2 separate regions of the Manis pentadactyla genome follow, and region 2 is linked to region 1. Evidence: chromatin contacts called from public Hi-C data. All regions are on one chromosome and are shown on one strand. The core of a region is the stretch at or near the end of the contact, and the rest is flanking DNA. Distances in the headings are between cores, read along the strand shown.

Evidence for each region. Hi-C and Micro-C count contacts between places; a contact is called where the count stands out from the background.
Region 2: a contact with region 1 is called in a Hi-C map of fibroblasts, with 2.1 times the contacts expected there. The contact joins the promoter of ARHGAP18 here to the promoter of L3MBTL3 in region 1. A contact is called at or near these places in 2 of 3 Hi-C or Micro-C datasets (fibroblasts and skin fibroblasts).

The regions. Positions count from the first base shown.
Region 1 is chr12:60,103,540-60,108,191 of mManPen7.hap1, reverse strand. L3MBTL3 (L3MBTL histone methyl-lysine binding protein 3) reads left to right here and starts at 2,904. Exons shown (of 23, transcript XM_036903816.2): 1 at 2,904-2,955.
Region 2 is chr12:60,320,538-60,325,005 of mManPen7.hap1, reverse strand. It overlaps ARHGAP18 (Rho GTPase activating protein 18), which reads right to left and starts at 1,418. Exons shown (of 15, transcript XM_036903824.2): 1 at 1,289-1,418. The coding sequence starts at 1,332. LOC130679818 (a long non-coding RNA gene) reads left to right here. Exons shown (of 3, transcript XR_008992771.1): 2 at 1,342-4,468.

The DNA of each region.
Region 1 (4,652 bases), core at 1,655-4,154:
GTTCTCATAATGTGGAGGTAAGAGGATGGAATACAATGAGAAAGGTTGTGAAAACCTCCATCTGGGAGGTGACGAGCAGCCTCAAAGTGTCTTAAGAGTGAATGCAGTGATCTGTTAAAAAGATTTTCCATGTAAAATGACTTTAGCTGCAGAATATTTAAAAAAGAGGTAACCTGAAGTCATTTGGGGGAAATCAATTTGGGTTTAATAAAAACAAAGAAAAATAAAGGAGTGAGCAATACTTTGTTTTGGGATACCAAGGAAGTTACAGATATGGTCTAAATGATGGATTCGATATGTAGGTGTGATACGGCAGAGCAGGGTGGGATGGGAAGGGGAGAGTGGTGGAAAATGATGAGATTAAGTGAAGTTGCAAAAAAAGGGATTCAATATGCATTATTAAGCGGTCACTAACTGGTGGCAGAGTGAAGGACTAGCAATATTACCAACTTATGGTACAGATGGAGAAAGGCCTGTAACTAGTACTACTTTATATGAAGAATAACACAGTGTTATCTGGATTTTAATACTTCATTCTGCCTGTGCCTCAGGTAGTGGCACCAAAATATTCTTTGTAGAAAAACTTGGTAGCAGCCTTTAAAGTCATTATTCTTACACAAGAGTACCTTCAAAATGATTTCCTTCCCTGAGCCACATTTTGGGGAAAACTGAGATGAAATCCTTGAGGCAATCTCTGGAGGATAAACACAATGTATTGTACAGAGCCTCAATTCATCCTTATTTTTGTTAGTAAACCTCAGTGTACAGGTCCCAGGCAAGCCTTGCTCCCCGAACCCTTGGACCTTTACTCAGGCTTTCTCTGATGAGATCACCTTCCCAGAGGAAAGGTGGAAACACACATCCTGGATGCTTGTCCTTCAAGAATCAGCCTAACTATGATTTTTTCTAGAAAGCCTGTTATTGACATAGGTGCCCCTCAATTATCCTTGCTCTGCATACTCCACTGCAACATTTACCATTCCATAATGCAATGCCCAATTCACTAGACTCCCCCTATCCAGACTAAATTCCTTGTGCCCTTGTTTTTATTTTGTTATTCCCAGCACCTTGTCCAAGGTACCCATTAATATAAGTTTACAGACTGTTGAAACAACATCTCTGAAAATATATGTGAAATATATTTATCATCCATAAATTATCTAGAGAGAATGAATCTAAAAAAGGATTTTTAGAAAGAGAAATCTAGTTTTTTTAGTGGTTTTTTTTTTTTTTTTAGGTAAAGTCTGAGTTTTGTACAAAGTTCATGGCCTTTCTTTCCTTCTCCTGCAGTCTACCTTGACCATTTCACTGCTTATTATTCAAGGCCTAGGGAGTAAAGGAAAGAAGTTGAAATTCTGATCAGTTTAATTAGGCTGTTTGGGGGTAGTTCGGGAAAAGGCTGGATGTGGTGCATGAAATCAATAGTTAACTGGCAGTCTGAGATTATCTACAGCCCTCACTAACTCAGCCTTCCCTACCTCACACCCTAAAGCAATGGCTGCCCACCATATGAAGCACATTTCATAAGGTCTCTCTGCAGCTTCACTGGGCTTGTTCCTTAGTCCTGAGTATGTATCAAGCCATATGTCCTGATTTTGGTTTGGATAATTTGGTCACTATACCAACAGAAGAAGTAGTTGAGTGGTCTGCTTCTCTAGAGTAATTTCATGGTCCTAAGGAAACAACAGTTTATTTTCTGAAACTGGTTCAGGAACATTCCTTAAGTAAAAAAAATCCAATCAAGAGTAGTATTACCTACATTTAGGAGAAATAATTTTAATGCAGAATTTCTATCTTATGATATACTTCAATTCTAGGCCTGGGGCAGTAATTTTGGAAAAGGCCCCCTTTACCCTTTATTAGATGCAAAATAAATTGTCCACTTTGAGGGGTGGGTCCTTCGCTTTTCCCACCCCTCTAAGACTTGCTCCAGCCATTCCTGAAATCAAACGGGCTGATTTTTTCTCTCACAGCAAACTCTGTTATTGACATTCAAATGTTTATGGCAACTTCAATTAATTGAATTATTTTGTAAGTACTTGTATCTACTAGAAAAGGAGAATGATGAGCTACCCAAAAAGAGGCTTGAAGTCAGTAAGTAGAAACCTGTCAATACCGAAATACAATACTCTCTCTTGATCTAGTTTTGACGCCTTAACAAAGACAGGTTTTGCTATTTAGGACCGCTCAGCCATCTTGACTGAATACATTAAGAGGATAGTCCTCGACCTGCTTATTGCCCACGCACGGTAACACTGATTTCCAAGTTGATGTACGAATCCCAACATATTTCACAATAGAGGCCTAACATTTTTAAGCTGTCCGTAGAGACCCACACTGAAGGAACGGAAAGAACGCGCAAGTTTTACACGCACACTTTATTATGCATTCTTCCAGTCCTAAAGGTGGGGGAGGTTCTACTGCGTAAAAGCTTAAAACTTTATTTCTTATTTTTCATGACCTGTAGCATGCATTTAGCCCTTGGGTAATGTTTGTATAAGACGAGGGCCCGCTTTTTAATGGCCGAATGCATACATTTAACAGTACGTGGTGGATTAGCTGCTCTGAGAATTGCCTTTTAAAAAAAGTAAAGTGAAAAATAGACAAAGAAATCTATAACCTTAGCCGTCTCTCCTATTTGTTTGACTGTTCCTGAACCAGCTCTGAGCCGGTGACAAGGATATTGAAAAGATGCACCTGAAACAGTATCTGAGGGCAGCTGCATTTGCCAACCGGCTTTATTGCTGCTTTCCAGCGGCGAAGGCGCAGCAGCAGTAACAGGGAAGCCAGAGCGAGCCTCCCCGGCAGCCGCGGCGGCGGCGGCGGCACCGGCACCAGCGCAGTTTCCCCTCTCCCCAGCCCTGACTCTACGCGCACATGCGCACTGCGCCCGCAGCCCTGGACCATTTGTCAGGACTACTCGTGAGACGGAGAAAAAAAAAAGAAAATTTGGGGGTAAGAAGCGGTTGATCGGATCTAATCTCTAATTAATCAGAACATTTGTCCGTGCAAAAGCCATTCATTAATTTTTCTGGGTGAGGATGAAAGTTAAGAGACCTACAGAGAGAAGGAAGCGCACCCTCGTCTTGTGAAACAGATCAGGGGAGGGGAAAGGACAGAAGGGGTTTCTCCCCCACTTCTCTGCGCCTCTGGGAAAGAGGAGAAAACTTAATCCCGGGGAAAAAAGTGGGCAAGTGACTCGGAAATGGCTGGAGAGGGAGTCTCTGGGCATCTCACTCTGAAGTAGTGAGTGCGAGTGTGAAAGAGGAACAAAAGAGAGAGAAAAGAGAAAGGAAAAAATGGGGGGAGGAGAGACTTGTATTTTTTCTTTGCGCGCACACGGGGAAGGGTGTGGGGGGCCGTGCGGAAGGGAGCCGGGCGAGGCGGCCGCGTCGGGCTCTCGCCGGCGCGCAGGCGGCGGGATGCGTGTGGGCCCCCCTCCCCCGCGCCCCCCGGGCTTGTCACTTTGGTCGCTTTCATGACACCGGGCGCGGGTTGGGGGAGCGCGGCGGCGCCGGGCTCCGCCGGGGTGCGTGCCCGAGTGGGCGCCGCGGCGCTGCAGCCTGGGCGGCGAGCGCGGCCGCCGAGGCGGGGGGCGCCGGCGGGAGGCGCGGGGGCGGCCGGGGCCGCGGATCGGTGCGGCGGGAGGCGCGAGCCCCGCGCGCCGCCCCTGCGGCCCCCTCCGCCCGTGTGGCCTTTGTGCCGGGCGCGCACCGGAGAGCGAGCGAGCGAGCGAGCGAGCGCGAGAAGTACAAGTACGGGAGACCGAGGCAGTGGGAAAAGAGGCCGGGCCACTTTCTCCCCGCTCGGGCTGCGGAGAATGGACTGGTTGAATGTGCAGGCGCGTCTCCCCGGCGTGTGCTGTGTGTGTGCGCGGCGGAAAGGCCTCCCCGACTCCCACCGCGCACACGCACACTCACACGCACGCACACACTCACGGACCCGCGGCGGGGCTCGGCGGCCGAGAGTTTGCGTTTTCTTCCTCGCCGCCTCCCCCTTCCTGACCGACTGTGTGAGAATTTCATATAGATCAGCTCCAATTTCCGCCATTTTGGGAAAGTTGCACAAAAATAAACCCTCCGGTTTATTTCTGCCCGAGGCAGGAAAGTGCTTCGGGAAGCAAGGCAGCGCGGGCCCGCTGCGGCCGTCCGCGCGGGGGAGGGCGCGGGCCACGGGCCGGGCCGGGAGCCCGCGCCGTCGCGGCGTTAGCCCCGCGCCGTGCCGCGCCGCGCCGGCCAGGGTGCGGGCGCGGGCGTGTGTCGCGAGGCGGCGGCGGCGTTAGCGGCGGGCGGCAGCGGCCGCCGCGCTGGGGCGCCGGGCGGGGTTGGGGGGGGGCGCAGGGCTGCTTTTCCTGCAACTTGTTTACACCGTCCTTATACTGGGGAGGCAAAGAGGGGTCCGAGGCGGGGCCGCCGGCCGCCTCGCGCCGCGTGCGTGTGCCATTCCGGAATAATGGGTTTTGCACACTCGCGTCCTGGGCCCGGCGGGCCGTCCTCGCGCCGTGGCGGCCCGACGAGGGGAAGTAGAGGCCGGCGGGGGTGGGGATCGGGAAGCGCAGTAGCCGAGGCATCCGCCGTGCGCCCCGCGAGCTGGGTTGGGTGGGGGGTGAAGGAGGAAAACTTGTGAGCCTGCGGTTGGAGGGGGCAAAGGGG
Region 2 (4,468 bases), core at 169-2,668, 220 kb before region 1:
CTCCACATGAGTTTGATCCCTTACCCTTTCTTACGAGGGGCTGGTCACTTGTTCCTAAATGGGTCCACATGGGAATGCCATCACAAACACTATGTTAAAAAGAAGGCTTCAAAAGCAATAATCTATCCAGAAATTCCAACTTTTTTTGCAGTCAAGTATATACCACTTAACATCAAAGTATTTTCTTTTCTTTCATTCTTCTTTATCACTACAAAATCTGCAATTTTGTTTTAGTTTTGATAAGAAAAAAGTCCTTTGCTGTCTTAAATAAGTATTTTAAATGAATTAATAAATTTATCTTTAGATTAAGCAGAAATAAAGAATTCTGATGCCACATTAGAAAGATAACATTTCTGTGCCCATTTGATTATAATTGCTAAATGGTAGGCACTATTTGTAGACCTACTATTGCTTATGAACTTGGGACTTACTGGGAAAAGTGATCCTCTCAAAACCTCCAGCCAAATTAATAGTAATTGAAACTGTAGCTATTATACATGACATTTTGGGTAGTTTTTTTTTTTTTGGTAGCACAGAGTGAAATACTTTTATCTGAATGCTCTGGGTTTATGTTATGAAAACCTCTGTCACTTTTTTTCTTGTATGTGAAGAACCATTCAAGGTGTTGACTACACGGTTTCCATCAAAAATGTTAATATGCAACCACAAAGCTACATATTTAATACATCTATTTTTAAACTGATGCCTCTGTGGAGAAACTATTCTGTTCACCACCCAAAAGAATATAAAGGATGCTAATTTGTTGTTCTTCTTTAAATTTGTGGGCCCCTATTTATTTCTCATGAGTAAACCCTGAACACTTAAGCTCAGTATGAAGGTTTCCTCTCTAGTCAGCTCAAGTTCAATGCTGATGTTGAATTTTAATATTATCCTCTCTTGGGTGGAACTGAAGTCAATCATCTGGGAAAGGCTACAATTATGGAACCCATTCACCAATACAGCATGAAAGTGCCATGCCCCAAAATATGCCAGGAATCTTTTTCTCAAAAAGTCCTTTTAATCTCATCATGCACACAGAGATCTAAATTTTACCAAGGAAGTCTGGGACAGTGTCAAGAATAACAGTGGCGAAAATGAACACGAATGCTTATTTTCAACCTCAACCTGAAAGAACTTTTTAAAATCACACAGGAAGGCCTTTCCGTGTTGTTAAAAACAAACTTGTAATGTGAGAACAAGGCTAGCAGTTAAAAGACCTTTCCCAGCCTTGGGTTTCAGAGACAGTGAGAGCTCGTAAAAAGAGAAGCATGCAGGGTGCTCTCCTTACCTGAGGTGAAAGTGGTGCACCAGCTTCATTACTACTGTAACCATCTTGTGCAGGTCAAAAGCTGAGAATGCCAGGGTGACCAGAAGCCAAGAAGCGAGCGCTGATTTGAGCTGCTGCAAAAATCTTCCCAGGGCCCCTTCTTGCGTGACACACCTCCTCTGACTCAGAGGTGGCGCTCGCTCGCCCGTCACGTTTAAAACAAGCTTATCCTTTCTGCTCAATCATCCGGCAGCTGCTAGAAGCACGGGACTGAGGCGCGGGCACCCGCAGGCAGAGCGGCGTGGCTGGCGGACTCTCGGGAGCCCGCGCTGCGCGGCTGCAGCTGAGAAGCCCAAAGCCGCACGTCACCCGGCGGAGGTCCGCTTTCCAGGAACGAGGGTCAGCTGCAGCGCGAGCCCCGACGTTGCCCGAGCCTAGTGCCAGGGCGGCCCAGCTACTGAGCATGCTCGGCCTCCCGGCCGCTCCGACAAGGGCCTTTCGCCCCGACTTCCTTTCCTGATTTGAGAAACGGAGGATGGACAAGTGGGTACAGGGTTAGACTTAGGGGAGGCAAAGTCTTGGACATGGAGATGACCTCCTCCGCACCCCTTCTCCCCCCACAGAAAAACAAAGCATGAAGAAAGGACACCTTCCCGTGCACTTAGCAAATATTTTGATTGATAGGCAGATAGAGAAGTTTGTAAGCCATTAGTAGTATTTAGTCTTTAACTCCCTCCCTGCACAAGTAAATTGCTTCTGGGGTCAAGTACGTAGGGTAGGCAGGGAAAGGGTTTTAAGCCTAGCAGAGCATTGTCCCTCAAGAATTAGGTATGAAACTGCCTGTGTTTGAAAGCCCAGGCAGTGAGCCACGAATTAGTTGATCTCTTACAAGCAAAATCTCCCTATAGACAATGACTTTAAGTAAAAACAAGTATTTTACAAAGTAATTGTGCAAGTTTTGAAATTTAAATGTTAACTTACACATTTTGAAATTTAAATCTTTCAGATGTCAGACTCAGTGAAAGCAAAGAATGGTCCTTAACTCACGACTCTAAATCCAAATCCTTTCTCGGGTTGATAAATGGCAAGTGCTCTGTAAATGCTTGTGTGAGAATCAACTATGGACTTAGCAGATAATCTGTAAATAGCACTTACAGAAAGGCTGAAGTTCTTGAATTTGATAGGGACCTAAATTCTGATTTTTGATCTTCTCAGCTTTCATTTTGGGCTGGCCAAGTATTTGAAAATAGGGATACACTAATTTTTTGTCACATAAGTATCCAGTGCATAAGCAAATTGGCTTTTAAATATGATTTTCATTTTTGTGTTGTTTTGTGTATGTGGGTGTCTCTTCTACGTTACTCTTTGGCAAATTGAGCCCCATGCAGAGCATATTCTCTCTGATACTATCAAAACCAAGGACATTGACTCTTCATGGTTTGCAGATAACAAAATTATTTCATTTTGAAAACCTTCTAGCTAGTCATTTTTGCTAAGTCTGTGAGGGGTGAATCCAAGGGACTTTCACGACTGAAATAGAGCCATAGCCTGAAAGCTGGGCCTGTGAGCGTCTATACAGAAAACATGGGCGAGTTGGGAGCCAGGTGTTTCTTGAATCCTTACCAGGTGGTGCCTGAGCCCACTGATCCAGTCCTCTAGGCCAGGAAATTGCTTTCTTTCCTTCTCTCCCCTGCCCCCCTTCCTTCCATTCTCTGACAACCTTCTGTGCTCCCTTTAAGACTCAGGGGCTAGCAGTGTGCCTCTGGAATCCAGAGCCCTTCCCGGCTCCCCTACTCTGTGCTTCTCCAGTGCATGCTTTTATCACCCCACTTTCTGGATCCTCTTTAGCTAAATTATGCCCACCTACCATCAGCTCTGAACTCCTTAAGATAGAGACAATACCAGCTGTTTGCATCTATATAATTGTATACATCTGCACAATTACTGGTTTTCATGTGTTTTCAGATTAGATTAAGAAACAGTAGGGAGTCCTTCTAATTGTGGTGACCAATTAGAAAATTGTTGGAGTTAATTTAGGAACATTATTAGAGGAAGTGATTCCAGAAGGACAAGTAATTTTTTCAATATAACCAAATCAAATATTTCATAACTTGAAAGGAAGATGCAGACCTATTTGTGCAGACCCAATAAGTGCAGATAACTAGGGTGGAGCTGTTTGGTGGTGTTTAAGCCCTGCTTCTCTATCCCAAATAGAAATAGAAGCAGAAGCGGAGGCAAATCTGCCCTTGCCAAGGGACCTTTGGAGCTACTCATTTATTTCACAACAGAGATTCCTTACACCTTACATCTCCCTCATTAATCTCTTAGAATTTTTTGGCTGTTCGTTATATTGCAATGAATCTGGTTCTCAAAGGTTACTCAGGGTGTTCTAATCATCAAAGCCAAGAAATTCTCAGTTTTGATGACAAAATCATAGCTAATATTTCCCTGGCACCTTATTCTCTGCAAGGCACAGCTACATTCTTTACAAACATCACATTATTTGTCATACGAATCAACTTTTAATAGTATTTATCACAATTTTACATTTTGAATTTGCAATATATCATAATATGTTTGCTCATGTCAAAAGAAAGCAGGCACACAAACAATAATGGGTAATGGAATAAGGACAGAGAGTATTATCATCTCTGCTGATGAAACCAAGGCTTTGAGAGTCCAAGATAATATAGCAAATAGGCGGGACCATGTGTGAATTCCATGCTGTTAAGTGCCAAAGATCATCAGGTCTTAACCAGTCTATATTACGGCCTTGCTCCCCAGGAGTACCTTGCCCAATGAAATATGGCTAGTTGAAGCTGAAGGTGGGGGTCAATTACAAGTCAACTTGATGCCAAAGCCTAGGCTTTATCTGCTTCACTGTCTCACTCCCCCTCTATGAAACTCTTCCCTGTTTTCAACTCCCTGACAGTACACCTTTCTGATTCTATTCCTTCTTCTTTTTTTTAAATTAAGGTTTACATCTTGTCCATTCATCAAATTGTCACTACTTTGACTATGGCTTCTTGTGATCGCTACATTAGCTATCCAACTTGTCTCACTGTTTTAACAGTTTACTTTCCAATCCTTGTTTCATACTGCCCCTAAAGTCTCTTACTAAAATTCTTTTGCCATTACAGTGAACATGGTTGGCAGAGTTTGTCCCAACTTCCTCCCAAAGATCCCCAGTTGTGATCATTT